Linked DNA regions of Mus musculus: region 1 is linked to region 2. Evidence: chromatin contacts called from public Hi-C data. All regions are on one chromosome and are shown on one strand. Each heading gives the region's core, a stretch centred on a gene start, on an enhancer-like site or on the middle of the called end of the contact. The rest is flanking DNA. Distances are from core to core; before and after follow the strand shown.

Evidence for each region. A called contact is a pair of places that touch in the nucleus more often than the background predicts.
Region 1: a contact with region 2 is called in a Hi-C map of cerebellum, with 1.7 times the contacts expected there. The contact joins two enhancer-like sites. A contact is called at or near these places in 8 of 484 Hi-C or Micro-C datasets (the 3T3-L1 cell line, 3T3-L1-derived adipocytes, the HPC-7 cell line and 4 more) and 2 of 115 datasets of contacts at active chromatin or transcription factors (bone marrow-derived macrophages and embryonic stem cells).

The regions. Positions count from the first base shown.
Region 1 is chr2:21,089,496-21,093,787 of GRCm38.p6, forward strand. It overlaps the pseudogene Gm13377. Among named protein-coding and RNA genes, the nearest start is that of Enkur, 110 kb to the right of the region's middle. Within about 2 kb of position 2,201, at least 15 of the 459 cell types and tissues checked have an H3K27ac peak or open chromatin away from gene starts, as enhancers often do. A contact at or near this core is called in cerebellum, where this site is marked.
Region 2 is chr2:20,900,173-20,904,754 of GRCm38.p6, forward strand. The region is part of intron 3 of Arhgap21 (Rho GTPase activating protein 21); the gene reads right to left. Among named protein-coding and RNA genes, the nearest start is that of Arhgap21, 65 kb to the right of the region's middle. Within about 2 kb of position 3,294, at least 30 of the 459 cell types and tissues checked have an H3K27ac peak or open chromatin away from gene starts, as enhancers often do. A contact at or near this core is called in cerebellum, where this site is marked.

The DNA of each region.
Region 1 (4,292 bases), core at 951-3,450, 190 kb after region 2:
ATGAGCTACCAAGCCCCGGGCTCAGAGCTGCTAGCCTCTTGCTTTCTATTCCTCTGGAGCCCAGAAAACACAGACCCAGGCAAATGGCAGCTACCCTGATTCTTCCAGGGAAGGCAACAGAGCCTGATTGTCAGGCAAGCCTGACCTTGAACCTCAAGTGCTTCTGCCTCAGTCTCCCCTGTGTGAAGGTTATGGGCATGTGCCATCATACTGTTTTGTTTTAGAATTAAAAAGCAAGCAAGCAAGCAAACAAACAATCAAAAATGATAATACAGTTAAGGGGACAAAGATTCAAGTAGAACTTTTTATATATAAATAAGATCTCTCTCTATATATATGAACTGTATTTGGAAACCAATGACCCTGTTTCCTGGGCACATCACCAAAAGGGGAGATTACGTCTGGGACACTTTTTTTTTTCAGTTTTTCTTATTAATATTTTTTCTCTCTTTTTTTTAATTAGGTATTTTCCTCATTTACATTTCCAATGCTATCCCAAAAGTCCCTCATACCCCCCCCCATCCCCTACCCATCCACTCCCCCTTTTTGGCCCTGGCGTTCCCCTGTACTGGGGCATATAAAGTTTGCAAGTCCAAAGGGCCTCTCTTTCCAGTGATGGCCGACTAGGCCATCTTTTGATACATATGCAGCTAGAGACAAGAGCTCCGGAATACTGGTTAGTTCATAATGTTGTTCCACCTATAGGGCTGCAGTTCCCTTTAGCTCCTTGGGTACTTTCTCTAGCTCCTCCATTGGGGGCCGTGTGACCCATCCAATAGCTGACTGTGAGCATCCACTTCCGTGTTTGCTAGGCCCTGGCATAGTCTCACAAGAGACAGCTATATCTGGGTCCTTTCAGCAAAATCTTGCTAGTGTATGCAATGGTGTCAGCGTTTGGAAGCTGATTATGGGATGGATCCCTGGATATGGCAATCACTAGATGGTCCATTCTTTCGTCACAGCTCCAAACTTTGTCTCTGTAACTCCTTCCATGGGTGTTTTGTTGGGACACTTTTTCTAACAGTGTTTGAAGCTAAACTTTGAGACTTTCCACGTGAATAGCAAACCTTAAGTTATCACAGTACAAAGTAATTATGAGTCAAAAATCAATTTGTAGTTTAGGAAAAAAGTCTAACTCTCTAAAAATTCTTTAAATCATATGTCTTAGACATCATCATACAGTTTTACAGAGAATTAGTTGTATCTTGGTTTCTTTATGAATGCACATAACAGAAGATCACAATGAAAAATCCCTCTATTTAGGTGGTGGTGGCACACACCTTTAATCGCAGCACTTGGGAGGCAGAGTCAGGTGGATCTCTGTGAGTTTGAGGCTGGCCTGGTCTACATACAGAGTGACAGTCAGGGCTGCACTAAGAAACCCTGTCTTAGAAAGAAAGAAAGAAAGAAAGAAAGAAAGAAAGAAAGAAAGAAAGGAAGGAAGAAAGGAAGGAAGGAAGAAAGAAAGAAAGAAAGAAAGAAAGAAAGAAAGAGGAGAGAGGGAGGGAGGGAGGGAGAGAGAGAGAGAGAGAGAGAGAGAGAGAGAGAGAGAGAGAGAGAACCTCTATTGCTCATCTGACCATGCCAGACCTTTGCTTCCTTTTTTGGTGTCATTGAATGGGCCACAAGCAAGGCAGCACATTGCAAGGAACAAATGAAGTGGGTGTCTCTCCATTGGCATCATGCCAGCAATTGGAGGAGGGAAGGGAAGCAGCAGGCAAGTATGTGTTGTAATCAGAGATAAAAGGAGAAGGACAGAAGGATGCCTCTCAAAGGAAAGACCCAGTGCAATGATCCACCATGTGTCCTTGTTTTAAGTAGAAGCAGAACAACTTCTTTTCTAAAATTCCATTTGTCCTATTTTCTGGCAGTATCTGCTGTCGTAGCATCCAGTTCATCTGCATGCCCAGTGAGCTTTCTTTCTGAGTGTGGATGGACTCCCACCTCCACAACAGATGGTGGATGGATAACCACCTACTTCCCCAACAGATGGCTTCGAGGCAGAGTCCTGACAAGTCTTACCTGCAAGGGCCAGGGGCTGGGAATTCCATCAGGGATCTCCCTGACATGTCTGCACAATTAGCTGTGAAGCAGGTAGCTGTTAGCAGAGACTGGAAGCAGAGCAGAGGGCTCTGCACCAATCCAGTCCCTCCTCACAGCTGGCTCTGCCACTGGCAACAAAAACTACTGCCCAGAGGTGAGAGAAGAGAGCCAGTGGCTGAAGCGATAGTTATTCATCAAAGCTGCCAGTGGAACTGCATGGCAGTGGGACCAGACTGCCCAGGAGTTTTTCCCCCTTAATCTTTAAATTGCTCTATTGGAAAGCAACAATTCACATTCTAGTTAGGCATTAATCCCTTCCTGGTTTGATTGGCCAGCTCCTCAGGCCATGGAATGATGCCAACAGTTGACTGTTGTGGGGCCCTGGGGTTATTTTGATCTGCTCTATGGCCGCAGACTGCACCTTGAATTGCAGCTGGACTTTTTTAAAAAGTGTGTGTGTTGTCAGAACCTCAGAGAAGAATAGTTGTGAGTCTTCACCTTTGACAAGCTATATTTAATTGTCTGTGACATCAGAATCCTGGCCAGAATCTGGAAGCATAAATTCCTACCCTGTGCAAACTGTATCTTGGGGAAGGGAGCTTTCACCTGGGTGTTCCATGGGAAGTTCATCTTTACCTTTTTTTCACACTTGGACCAAACAAAAATGACACCTGGGCTAGGAACATTGCTAACACCCTGTGGCAAGGTCACAGGAATCATGCCCAGTGAGTTAAAGGAAGTGAAGGTTCTTCTAACATGAGCAGTGTGCACTCTTTCTCCTTCATTGCCTTGGTACTTGGACGTGAATGCTGGCTTAGCTGTTCATTCCTTTATTCTTTCAACAAACAACTGGCGATTTAAAGATGACTCTAACAGGTGGGATTGGCTACTCAGCACAGATCCTCTCATATAGTAGAGTTACAAAGTCTAGAGATTTTTAAGGATAAAGTGGATTTCATTCTTACTAAATTATTGAGTATCCCTTTTAAGTTGAAGAACAACACAGCAGATAATTGGTAACTCCTGTCCTCCCTCCCTCCCTCCCTCTCTTTCTTGCCTCCCTCCGTCTCTGAGACACAGTATCACTATATAGCTTCTGCTGGCCTCAAAGTTGCTATGTCGCTCAGGCTGAATTTGAATCTGCCACCCTTAAACTTTATCTTCTTTTTTGTTTGTTTGTTTGTTTTTGGTATTTTGAGACAGGGTTTCTCTGTATAGCCCTGGCTGTCCTGGAACTCACTTTGTAGACCAGGCTGACCTCAAACTCAGAAATCCACCTGCCTCTGCCTCCTGAGTGCTGGGATTAAAGGCATGCGATGTGTCACCACGCCCGCCTCAACTTTAGCTTCTTGAATGCCGGGGTTACAGGCATGTGCCACACCCCCAGCCTCTATTTATGTGATGACACACAGGCCTATTTACTTAGTTGAATAGTCACTGCAGGGCATGTTTATTATCAGTGCTCTTTTCTGTGTGTTACAAGTTAATACAAAGTTTATCAGCCATGCAAACAAGCACAATTCCAGTGCTCAAATAGTGAGTACTCAGATGCAGCCACACTACAGTGTTTATAGAGAATGTTAGATGAATGCCAGCATCGGGCCAATCATGGTCTGGGCTGACACACTGCTCCCTGGTTTATCTTTCTATTCTAAGCTTGTTCAGTAGTATGGTGCTCTGTGAAACCCCCAGCCCTGCCAGAGGAGGCTGTTGAGAAAACTGAACTATTTTATTCTTTGTAGCCTTGTCCTATTCTGTCAGCTGACAGTTTTAGCCTTTTAAAAATTACAAACTGAACTATTAAATTCTTAAAATTAATAGAATTTCCTCAGCTTGATAACCAAGGGAATTACCTCAGCATTGTGAGTGAGCTCTGTGCTCACAATGAAATCAATCTCTTTCCGTATACATATTTGCAAAACTAAGATTTTCTTCAGGATTCCTAAAGTTGACAAAAGCTGATGTTGTTGTGAAAAGTAGCCACATTTCTTCAGCACCAGATGGAACCCAGGGCCACCTTCACCGTAGGTAAATGCTCTACAACCTAGCTCTACTCCAGTCCTGGGAAGTACCCACTTCTGAGACAAGTTGTATATCGTGTATCTTCTTTGTGGTATCTCTCTTCAGATGTCTGTAAGCCAACTGTGCCATTCCATCAAGATCATGTGCACCAAAGAGCTCCCTGCAGGTTCTGAGGCAGGCATGCCAAAGCATATTAGGGAGGCACTCTGGCCAGCTGTGTAAAAGGC
Region 2 (4,582 bases), core at 2,044-4,543:
TGGTAAGCAGAACTGGCGCTGCGGGATGAACCGAACGCATATGTTATTCTTCACCCACACCTCCACTGCACAGGGAGGACGGCACCTGGGCACTGCCTTTTCTGCCGCCCTTCCAGGGAAAGTTAATAGAGATAGCCAGCAGCACACTCGCTCTGGCACATGCTACAGCCTCAGCCACACAGCGGGCACCGTCTCCTACAAGGACAACATCCAGTGTGATACCTGGCCTGCCCTGCCTCCGCCCTTTCAATCCTTAAACATCTGAAGTTTCCTTTTATGAACAAAAACTGAGTTGGGAGGGTGGAGACACATCTTAGGAGTAAAGTGTGGAAGTTGAGGAGTTTTAACAAGCATGGGTGGTGCTTCACACAATGAACTGTCTGTCCCTAATGAACATTTAAACGTGAGGACTATCTCTCCCTCAGGAGGCAAGCCTGTTGCTTTCCTCCAAAGACCAGACACAGGAGGAGGTGAACACTGGTTCTGTGACCCTGGTTGTAAGTTATGCAGCAGCTAGGAAAAGCCAGCTTAAAACCACCTAATTACAGTACTGTCTGGGGCAATACTACTAAGAAAAAGCCAGAGAAGAGAGCCATGTTTTAGAGGCGGCTCAAACCCTAGTGTGAATCTCTCTCTAGTTCTCTTACAGTTACTTATCTCTGCCAAAGACTTCCGATTAATTCTCTCTGAAGCTATCTTTCACATTAAAATATTTCATAATAAAGTGTTTAGAACCCTTACAGAGATTTTGAAATCACATCTAGTTTCTTGACTGCCAGGTTAAACTTCATGTATTATGTTTTTCAAGTCTTAAAGTCTTCACCTTAAAAGTGAGTTTCTGACAGCCTCTTTAATCCAGCTCAATTCCTTTCATTATAGATTACCATTCATTATTTTTAAGTAGTATCAAGATTCTCTTTTAAACTTTTCACCTACTGGTTTATTTTATAGAATATGTCTACATTTCTATGTAAGTCCAAGATTGCCCTATTTTTGTTATTTTCTTAAAGACTTTCTTAGTTATTTGAAATATGGTTTCTAAATCACTAGGTACCACTAACCCTGAGTTACCCGGGCTATGGGGAGGGAGAAGGAAGACACAGAGCAGTCACTTAGGAACAGGCCATGGTGGCCATGACAAAAGGTGTCAGCATCCTCCCCTTACCCAACAGGCACTGTGCATACAAGCTCCTACTATGTACCCGGTACCTACTTAATGAAAAACTCAGTCACAGGACGCATTTTCTGTCCTTCATCATCTTTTCTCTGAGAAGAATTCATAGAAATCGTTTCAAAAACATAATGATAAGTAAATGGGGTGGATTTGTAGTTAGCACTTGACTTGGGAGGCTGAGACAGGAGTCACTTGAGCCCAGGAGTCCAAAAGCAGCCAAGTCAACATAAGGAAATCCTGATTCTACAAAAAGAGAGGAGGAGGATGCGGAAGGGGCAAGCACAGAGGGAGCTACGAGGGAAAGTCCATACTCAACAACTCGATATTTTACTTTGCATAATCTAATAACCAATTTTTGCTTCTTGTTTCCTTATTTCCCAGTATCAAACTTGTGTTAGTGCCTTAGTTTCTCGGAACAGGTTAATCAAGAGGCAGGAATTCTCACCTAACTTACCACAGACAGGAACAATCAACAGGCTGTTCTGGGGAGCAAGGATTTCCACAGTGTTATTAATGAACATATCTTCAATCTTTTACTAGCTATGAAACCTACAAAATAACCCTTCAAAAATTGAAACTGCCTACCACTTTTCCATCAGCTTCTTTATTTCAAACAAAAATATGAAAATCTAGACATTTTTAAGAAATGAAAATACTGAATTGCAGTATTTACACAGACTGTGGTAAAGTTTGAGGAGCAAAGGCTCTCCAGTCTCAAGAAGTTCCACTCACCCAACACCAGAGCCCTCAGCTACACTCACTGTCAGGAAATGGCTGAGCACTGAAGGTGCAGAGAAAACCTTACAGCGCATGGGTGTGACAGCGTGCACGTGTGCCTGTGCTTACCTTCAGCAAAGGTATAACCAACTTATGTACGAGTCACAGCAGAAGCCAAGTAAGAAGAGAGTTGTATCTCCAAGATTAGTAGAGAATGGACAAAGCAAAAATGGGGGCAAAACAAAGGCATTTCATTAAATCAAAACTGATTCCAACACAGCACAGCAATCATAGACAGGCAGCAGAAAGAGAAGGAGCATTTCCAAACTAACTACTAAAAGAATGAATATACATTACTTAACTTACCAAACAGAATGCATGAAGAGAAAATAAACAAACAAACAAACAAACAAACTTTTAAGAATCCCTGAATCAACAGACTCTTACAACAAAGATTAAACAAAGGGTGGGAGAGAGGGCTTGGTGGTTTAAGAGCACTGGCTGTCCTCTTAGAGGACAGAGGTTCAATTCCCAGCACCTAAAAAGCAGCCCACAACCATCTGTAACTCTAGTTCTAGGGCAGTGGTTCGCAACCTGTACATCTAGACCCCTTTGAGTGTCTAAAGACCCTTTTACAGGGGTTGCATATCAGCTATCCTGAACATCAGATATTTATATTATGATTCATAACAGTAGCAAGATTATAGTTATGAAGTGGTAACAATAATAATTTTATGGTTGGGGTCACCACAGCATGAGAAACTGTAGTAATGGATCACAGCATCAGGAAGGCTGAGGACCACTGTTCTAATGCCCTATTCTGGCCACCGAGGGTGAAAGTGACTAACAGACATATATGCAGGCAAAACACTCATACACATAATACAAATGAAAATAAATTTAAAGAAGATTCAACAACAAAAAAAATCAAATTTTTCATTATCTATAAATAAGCAAAAGTTTCTAAATACATAAAGTAAAAGTCGGCTTCAGAGTCAACTCCTGCTCTCAGGAAAGCTAGACAAGGTAAAGAGCCTACCAGTCTCCAAAGGCTAGGAAGGAAAGCAAGGTGTTCCGGGCTGGCGAGCATCACAGAGGCACTGTGCCAGACATCCCTCTGAGAACCTTCTGCAGTAGCCAGCCATCAGCCCACTGCCATGTCCCCATTAAGTAGGCATGTCCCCACTGTTGTCCAAAGTGGTGTTCATCAAGAAGACTGCTCCCTGAACTCCTCCACTGCTTTACGGCCCAGCTGAGTCTTCCTTGGATCCAGACTGAAGGGTGAGGCTTTTACTGACAAATCTTTCCTTCACGTTTTCCCTTAGGACCAGATTGTATCACTGCCCTTTCCCAGTCCTCCTCAGTTCTTATCCACTGCGATCATTCTCTGCTAACTCTCGGCATGAGTCACCCATTCCCCTCGCTTAGCTGCTGCCACTCCGTGTCTGCGGATGACAACACACAGTCACTGAGCTGAGAAGTGAAAATCTTCAAATAGAAGACCGAGCCAAGAGGCTGATGAGCACAACAATGCAAACAAGCTTGGTTTGGTCACAACATTGGTTACATCTAAAAATCTAATCAATATATATTCACTATATCAAAAGATGAAGAAAAACCTAAGGGGTATTCCAATAGATGCTGACCAATTAATCTGAGACACACACTACAAGATTCAACATGGCAAGGATGCTTTTGTTTTGTGTTAGGGTTTCTGTCTCTATGTGTGCCTGGGTGTCCTGGAACTCACTCTGTGACCCATTAAGGAACTCGAGCATGGCAAAAAGGCTGTGGCAGGCCTGGTCCTTCTAACCAATTCCCTTTTCCTTACTAAAAATCACTAGATTACATTCCTGAAGCTAGCCCCCAAGGTCTATTTCCTTATTCGGCCACTTTCTCCTCCCAAGGCTGACTACCAAGGTCCAGCTAACAAAGTCCAGCAATCAAAAGCCCCCTTTGGCTTCCCTAGTTAACATGCCCAATTAAACACCTCATCCTAACACAGGGTTTCCCCTCTTACCTTTATAAACAGCCATTTTGCTATGTGCCACACGTGTCTCCTCTCTATCCAGAGGCAGTCCTTTGTCATCTGGACAAATCTCTCTCCCCGTCTCCCTCGTTCCCTGCTTTCTCTCTTATTCCCTGTGCTCAGTTCCTATAGGGCCAATAAATCTCCTGAGAAAGTGGTACTGGAAATCCTGAATAGATACTGATCTCGTACAGTCTAGGCTAGCCTCAAATTCAGACACACCTGTCTCTGCCTCAGCCTCCTGAAGGCAAGTGTTTTTCAACATTTAAATTTTGTAACGCATACACAAGAAAATTTCTAACAACTGAAAACCCAATTCTAAAGCTTTTATGATAGTACATAATGAACAAAATTTGTCAGAATTTTTTTTCCTTTTCTTTTTGTGGGTTTAATCTGGAACGTCATGCACGCAGATTCGTGACAAAGCACTGTTAGATCTCAGTCAAGCAAATGAAGGATGCACTATAGATAGAATCATTTATCAAGCCACAGCAAACAGAAGCAGTGTTGGCTCAATGCAAATAAAATGACCAATGGGCTGGGCATGGTGTTGGGCTTTAATCCCAGCACAAGGGAGGCAGAGGCAGGCTGAACTCTGGAGGCCAGCCCGGTCTACATAGTAGGTTCCAGGACAATCAGGGCTACACAGAGAAATCCTGTCT